Linked DNA regions of Sus scrofa: region 1 is linked to region 2. Evidence: chromatin contacts called from public HiChIP or PLAC-seq data. All regions are on one chromosome and are shown on one strand. Each heading gives the region's core, a stretch centred on a gene start, on an enhancer-like site or on the middle of the called end of the contact. The rest is flanking DNA. Distances are from core to core; before and after follow the strand shown. Region 1 has its middle 19 kb from the start of CD46. Region 2 overlaps LOC110255544 (a long non-coding RNA gene).

Region 1 (3,280 bases), core at 122-2,621, 120 kb after region 2:
TGAGCTTCTGTAACGCTTCTTTAGGAGACTGAATGTGCTGAGAAGGTTTGCTCTAGAAAACCATTCATTTGAAGTGAAAAACCGTTTCTCATGGGTATAGAGTTGGCTGCCCAAGCGTATTGATCGCATTAACTCTGACCTCACTGATTTTGCTATAATTAAATCAACTGTTAGAAAATCTGTGTACATTCTCTTGCCAGGCAAAATGTTTATTTAGTAAAAGGTGTTTATAAAGGATTTATGATTATTTTTTAATTCCCAAAGTCTCAGTTCTTCCACACTGGCAGCCTGGAGATGTGTGCCAGTGGAAGACACTCTCAGACCTCTAAGATAGTATATGTACGTAGAGGTCAGAGGCTGAGGCCTCACAGCAAAACTGGAATACCAGCTGTCTCATCGACACTTCTGGAAAAACCCCCTGATCTGCTTATCTTTTCTTCTGTAAAACTCGAGTCCTTAAAACATTTTTAAAAAAGTGTTCTTAGTGTCATATATATTTATTTTAATGTAAATACGTCTCTGTCCTTAATGTGTGTCAAGTGTCTTTATAAGAATGACTTCATCTGTTTATGTCAGTTTTTGTTTTTGTTTGGTTTTTAGGCTTTTGGTCTTTTTTTTTTTTTTTTTTTTTTTTTAATGCCTTCTTTTATTTTCCTTTGGCTTCCAAGAAGGGGCAACTACAATTTTGAACATTTCCTAGGAGAATATGGGTGTCCTAACCCTTTTTTTGTGCTTTAGAATTACCCAAGAGGATACAGTGGTGCATAAAATAAGGAGACTCTTACCAGAGAACCCGGCAGCCAAACAAGGTAGTTGAGCGCATGGAAAATATAACCTGCAGGGGTTTTTGTTAAATTCAGGTTTAGTTAATTTTCAATATTGTGTTAATTTCTGCTGTACAGCAGCGTGATTTATACATATGTATGCAGACATATACATACGAATGTACACATTTGTATATTTTATATACACAAGCACACCCATAGATATATGTACACTTTTTTGTAATTTTTTCCATGACGGTTTATTACAAGATGCTGACTAGTTGCCTGTGCTCTCGGAGGACCTTGTTTATCCATATTCTATATCCAACAGTTTGCATCTGCGAATCCCAAGCTCCCAATCCTTCGCTGCCCGCCTCGCCTTTGGCAACCACAATTCTGTTCTCTACATCTGTGCGTCTGTTTCTGTTCTACAGCTAAGTTCATTTGTGACCTATTTTAGATTCCATATGTAAGTGATCTTCAGCTTCCTCCTGGGGTGCGTCAGCAGCAACCCGGGTCTTGAGGCTGGAGGGCGGAAGGAAGGGAGAGTGCAGGCCGTCCCTTCCTGTCTCTGGTGCGTCTGGCAGCATCTGCTTTGGGGACGTCCCCAGGTCCCCCAGCCCAGTGGACTTCTCAGCTGGCCTCCACCCACGTGACTGGGGTTTGATGTGCAGTTCCGTTTTCAGTGGCTTCTTTCCTGATGGCAAACCTCCGCTCAGACCCAGACCCGGTCAGTGTCGCCTCAGCCTCTGGCTCCCTGAGCTGGGCCAGCCTGCAGCCCGTGAAGACTGCGTCTGATCCCTCAGACCCAGGGCCAGGCTGAGCATGCCACGGGTCCCCTCACTCTATGCCGTGGGGCGCTGGTCCTGATCGCACCCCTCCCACGAAAGTGTGCCTGCGGGGTCCCGCGTGGTAAAGCAGAGGGAACGCAGACCCTGGGCAGTTACCAGCGAGAGAAGGGCTGGTCCTCCTGCGCGGGCTGCCTCTGCAGGGCCCCCACTGGCGGCAGCCCCTCCACCCTCTCCCGCTGGAAGCCATCCGGGAGCCCGCCCGCCGCCCCGCCTCTAGGGCGGGGCTCAGGTGGATGATTCTGGATGACGTTCTCCGTTACAGATGCTGAGGCCTCGCCAAGGCTCCCGGGTGGGTCTGTGCTGCCCTCTGCTGGCTGTGGGAGGCAGGGCACGTCGCAGCCCTGGGCTCTGCCATCTGCGGGGAGAAAGAGCCCTCCCCGCCCACCCGTGAGGGCCCGCGCCAGGGCTGGAGGGCGCACACACGCGGGGAGCACCCGCTGAACTCTTGTTGTGATGGCGCAGAAGTACCAGGGAGATCCCTGTAGACCCAGGTCCCTGTCAGATGTGAGTTTTTTTCCGGGTGCAGCAGGAAGTCAGCTCAACAACTGTCGCAGGACCCTAAGGAAGGTAGTAAGTACCCTCCTGTTTTGTTTTATAGACGGTAGGTCAGTCCACAGGGGTCTTGAAGGAGCGGGGATTTAGTGGTGAACCAAGGGCTTCAGAGTCGCGGCAGATATTATTTCTCCAACACAACTTCCTTAACTGGCCTCTCTCTCTCTCTCTTTTTTTTTCCCTTCTTAGGGCTGCACATCCTGCATATGGAAGTTTCCAGGCTAGAGTTCCAATAGGAGCTGCAGCTGCCAGCTTCTCCAGAGCCGCACTGGATCCAAGCGAGGCAACACTGGATCCGAGACACATCTGTGACCTGCCCTACTGCCTGCAGCAACACTGGATCCTTAACCCACTGCGTGAGGCCTGCAAACCTCATGGATACTAGTTGAGTTCTTAACCCACTGAGCCACAACGGGAACTCCCTTACCTGGCATCTCTTAATCCCAAGTTAATGCAGCCCCAACTCACCCGGAATATCTTTCTCTCATTTGGGTTCCTGCTGAGTCTCCTTCTCAGTGTAACAGCAAGAAACCGCAACCCCCAAACAAGCTACCAGTGCTGGGAACACGGAGACGTGACAGCACCGTGGAGAGACCGTGGGTGTCTGAAGAGCCGTCCAGTTGATTTTAGCCCCAGACGGGAAGGACTGCGCTCCTTGCCCAGCCCCTTGGGGCACGGCACACATGTGCAGACCTGTGGCCTGGCTCTGGTGTGACTTGGCACGGGTGTTTCCCTGGAAACATTGCAATAGTGACACCTGGCCCTTGGCTGTGAGGGTTTCAAGGACCCACAGGTGAGGGGCTCTGGGATGCTCGCTGCCTCAGGGGGAGACCTTTGTCATTATTGGGGGCTTGAGGTGGTGGCTGGCCTGCTGTCTAAGGTTCTCCCTCCTTTGCCGTGGCTGCTGTCTTTACTGTGCTCTGCTGACCCCCTGATGCCATGGCGTGGAGCAGCCCCCCTTCACCCAGCAACCGGGCGGGACACTGGTCCAGGAGTCAGGGATGTGCAGACATCTGTGAAGATGCTGATGCACTCAGAATGGGGGGTGGGGGGAAACGTTTGTGTGTCTCAGGCCTTTCCAGCCTTCCCAGGCTAACAGGTCATGTGACTCCC
Region 2 (3,175 bases), core at 50-2,549:
GCCTCTTTTGTGAAGTGCCTGCTCAAGACTTTCACTCATTTTTCTCTGGAACTGCCTGTCTTTTTTCTTAATGGTTTGTAGATAGCGCTTCCTATATTGTTAACTCTATGCATGCCACAGATTTTTTTTTTCCCTTCCACAGCTTTTGGTGCCCATACCGTTAGTGATGCCCCTGAGATTTTGGTAAAATCCACATAAAAGCATTGGGAATACATACAGTACTTTGCACAGAGGGCTTTTATTCTTCGGAAGCGACGTCAAAGGCAGGGCTACCTTCTGTCGCTCCTTGTGTATCAAGGCACTATTGAGGTATCGGGTGTGGAGGGGAGACAGGGACTCTTGACATTCTTGGTGTGTTTAGGTGCTGGCACCTTTGAAGTTGCATAAAAATAAAACCTGTTCATATCCAGGTTCTTGCCACGTGCCACATACTGTTCGAGCTTTTGCATGGACGGTCTCATCTATTCCTCATACACGCTTATCAATCAGTCACTGCTATTAACCCGCATTTTCAAGCGAGGAAACCGAGTCTCAGAGAGGTTTTGTTCTCACCAAAGGTGACGTAACTGGGACTTTGACTGCAGAGCTCGTGCTCTGTAATCAGTTGTACTGCCTAGAAAATTGCAGTTCGTAAATCGGTATTTTATTAGAATGCCTGGAATGGTGCCTGGCGCATAGTAGGTGCTCAGTTAATACCTCTCAGATGAAAGGGTTTGACAGTGACGAGTTGGATGACATCGTTTTTGAGTCGGGAAGCTTGTTCTGGCGATGGGCTGTGTTGTTGGCAGAAGCAGCCGTGCTGCATCCTGCTTTGTCTCTTGCCCAGAGCAGTGCCTGCCACAGGTAGACACCACGGTGGACATTTGGGGAGTGAATGACTCCATCACAGGTGTAAACCTTGCTGGCAAAAGGGATGCCTTCAGAGGATGCTGCAGAGCCCAGGGCCAAGACGGGCACATGAGTAGGGACCCTGGAGAATGCGGAGTCCAGCTCTCAGCATCGTGGTCGCACGGCCACGGGCAGCTCGGTTTGTGGAAGCAGGACAGGGTCCAGTGGCAGCAGGCAGGGCTGTCCCAGTTACAGGCAGTCAGGTCAGAAGAGGTCCCAGCAGCCATGCAGGGCTGGCAGGATTCAAGGTCAGGTAATCCGGAGTCACAAGGTTGCAAGCAGTAAAAGTTCAGGCAGGCAGGAAAGAGAGCCAGGGAGTGCTTGCAGGGAGCCATCGCCCCGGCCGGCCAGCTTCCTCCTCAAAGAGGCCTTTCTTCTCCGGCCGCTGAGGGCCTGCGAGGAATACGCCAGACCTCGGGCCAGGCTGGGTGGGGTGAGCCAGAGAGCAGCCTGTGCTGGAGCCAGAAGGAGCCGTCCTGAACATCGCGTCAAACTCCTCATTGAACGGGCGAGGAAATGAAAGCTTAAGTGTGAGGTTCCTCGGAGCCAGGGGCAGGGCCAGCCTTGGAACCAGGCTCTGCAGACAGCTTCCTGCCTCCGCATGTTTTCCATCACAAATGGAGGGATGCTGGGAAGGAGGAGGGACCTGAAGCCTTGAAGAAGAAGGACGGAGAGCCCCTGGATGTGGGGGGAGAAGGAGGGATTGAGGGACAGTGGTACGAGGCCTGGGGGGATGGCGGTTCCGGTGACAGGACAGCGGGAAGGAAGCTGCCTGGGTAATGACTGCAGTCTCGAGTCCACAATCAAGTTCCAGGAAGACCGAGCCTTTTTCATTGTTACTGAGGCATAACGTGCAGAAAAGCACACAGAGAGCAAGGACTTCCCCCCACACCTTTTTTTTTTTTTTTTTTTGCTGTGGCAAATATGTGTAGTATAAAATTTACCATCTTAACCATTTTTAAGTATGTGGTTCGTTGGTTTTAAGTACCTTCATATTCTTGTGCAACCATCATGACCGTCCATCTTCAGAATTCTTTTCACCTTGAAAAACGGAAACTGTACCCACTACAGAAGAATTCCCCACCTTCCCCTTCCAGTCCCTGGCATACACCTGTCTGCTTTCTCCTACTCGAGGCACTCGATAAAAGTAGAGGCACACAACCTTTGCCTTTTGCAGCTGGCTTCCTTCACTTAACATAATGTCATTAGGTTTTTCCATGCTAGAGCGTGGGTCAGAATTTCCTTCCTCTAGAGCCGGGATACCTCCCCCGTTGTGTGAATGTACCACATCTCATTTATCCTTTCATTTGTCATGTCTACTGATGGACACTTGAGGCAAGCACTTCCATATGGCTTGCTTACCAAGACTAGAGTAGATCTTGGCCCTACTATGTGCTCAACAAATAATGGTTGAATGAGTTTTAATTTTTGTGAACATAAACGGACAGTGGGCTCCCCAGATGGGCTGTCCAACAGGTGTTCCAGGCTGACTCAGGACCACAGGTGAGGTGAGGGATGAAGGCAGCGATGAGAAGGTACTCCCAGGGTACGGGGGCTGGGAGATGGGAGCCCAGGCCCGGGCGCAGCACAGGTGGGAGCAGAGCCATGAAAGAGCAGGAAAGGGGTCTCGGGAAAGTGCCAAGTGCCATGGACTTAAAAACGGGAGAGGGCTTTTTACGAGGGGTGCCACCCAAGTCAGGAAGGATAGGGTCTGAGGAAGGAACACGAATTGGCAAGTACTGATGGAGACAAGGCAAACTCAGCTCTGTCTGACGTCATTGTTGACCTTGGAAAAAGGTTTCTATAGCGCGGTGGTAGAAGCACAGGCCAGAACATGAGATCAGGGAAGCACACCTGAAACAGCCAGAGCTATTTTTCTTTCTTTCTTTCTTTCTTTTTTTTTTTTCTTTTTGTCCTTTTAGGGCCACACCTGAGGCACATGGAGGTTCCTAGGTCGGGGGTTGAATCAGAGCTGCAGCCGCTGGCCTATGCCACAGCCACACCAGATCCAAGCCATGTCTGCGACCTACACCACAGCTCATGGCAACACTGGATCCTTAACCCACTGAGCAAGGCCGTGGATCGAACCTGCGTCCTCATGGATACTAGTCAGATTCGTTTCTGCTGTGCCACAGTGAGGACTCCAGCCAGAGCTGTTCAGTGCCAGGCTCTGGGTGAGGCACTAGGACTTGCAGCAGGTGCAGCAGCAGCAGCAACAGAGAAGGATGCATGAAGCACAGACTCCGTGGACGTCTTAAACTTGAGCGGGGCCTTGAAATACGGTTGG

Evidence for each region. HiChIP or PLAC-seq counts read pairs in DNA pulled down with a chosen protein or histone mark.
Region 1: a contact with region 2 is called in an H3K27ac HiChIP or PLAC-seq map of skeletal muscle. The contact joins two enhancer-like sites. A contact is called at or near these places in 1 of 5 promoter capture datasets (fetal liver) and 2 of 2 datasets of contacts at active chromatin or transcription factors (alveolar macrophages and skeletal muscle).

What each region holds. Positions count from the first base shown.
Region 1 is chr9:135,095,775-135,099,054 of Sscrofa11.1, forward strand. No RefSeq gene overlaps it. Among named protein-coding and RNA genes, the nearest start is that of CD46, 19 kb to the left of the region's middle. Within about 2 kb of position 1,372, at least 65 of the 83 cell types and tissues checked have an H3K27ac peak or open chromatin away from gene starts, as enhancers often do. A contact at or near this core is called in skeletal muscle, where this site is marked.
Region 2 is chr9:134,975,897-134,979,071 of Sscrofa11.1, forward strand. It overlaps LOC110255544 (a long non-coding RNA gene), which reads left to right. Exons shown (of 2, transcript XR_002336086.1): 2 at 1-3,175. Among named protein-coding and RNA genes, the nearest start is that of MIR29B-2, 42 kb to the right of the region's middle. Within about 2 kb of position 1,300, at least 28 of the 83 cell types and tissues checked have an H3K27ac peak or open chromatin away from gene starts, as enhancers often do. A contact at or near this core is called in skeletal muscle, where this site is marked.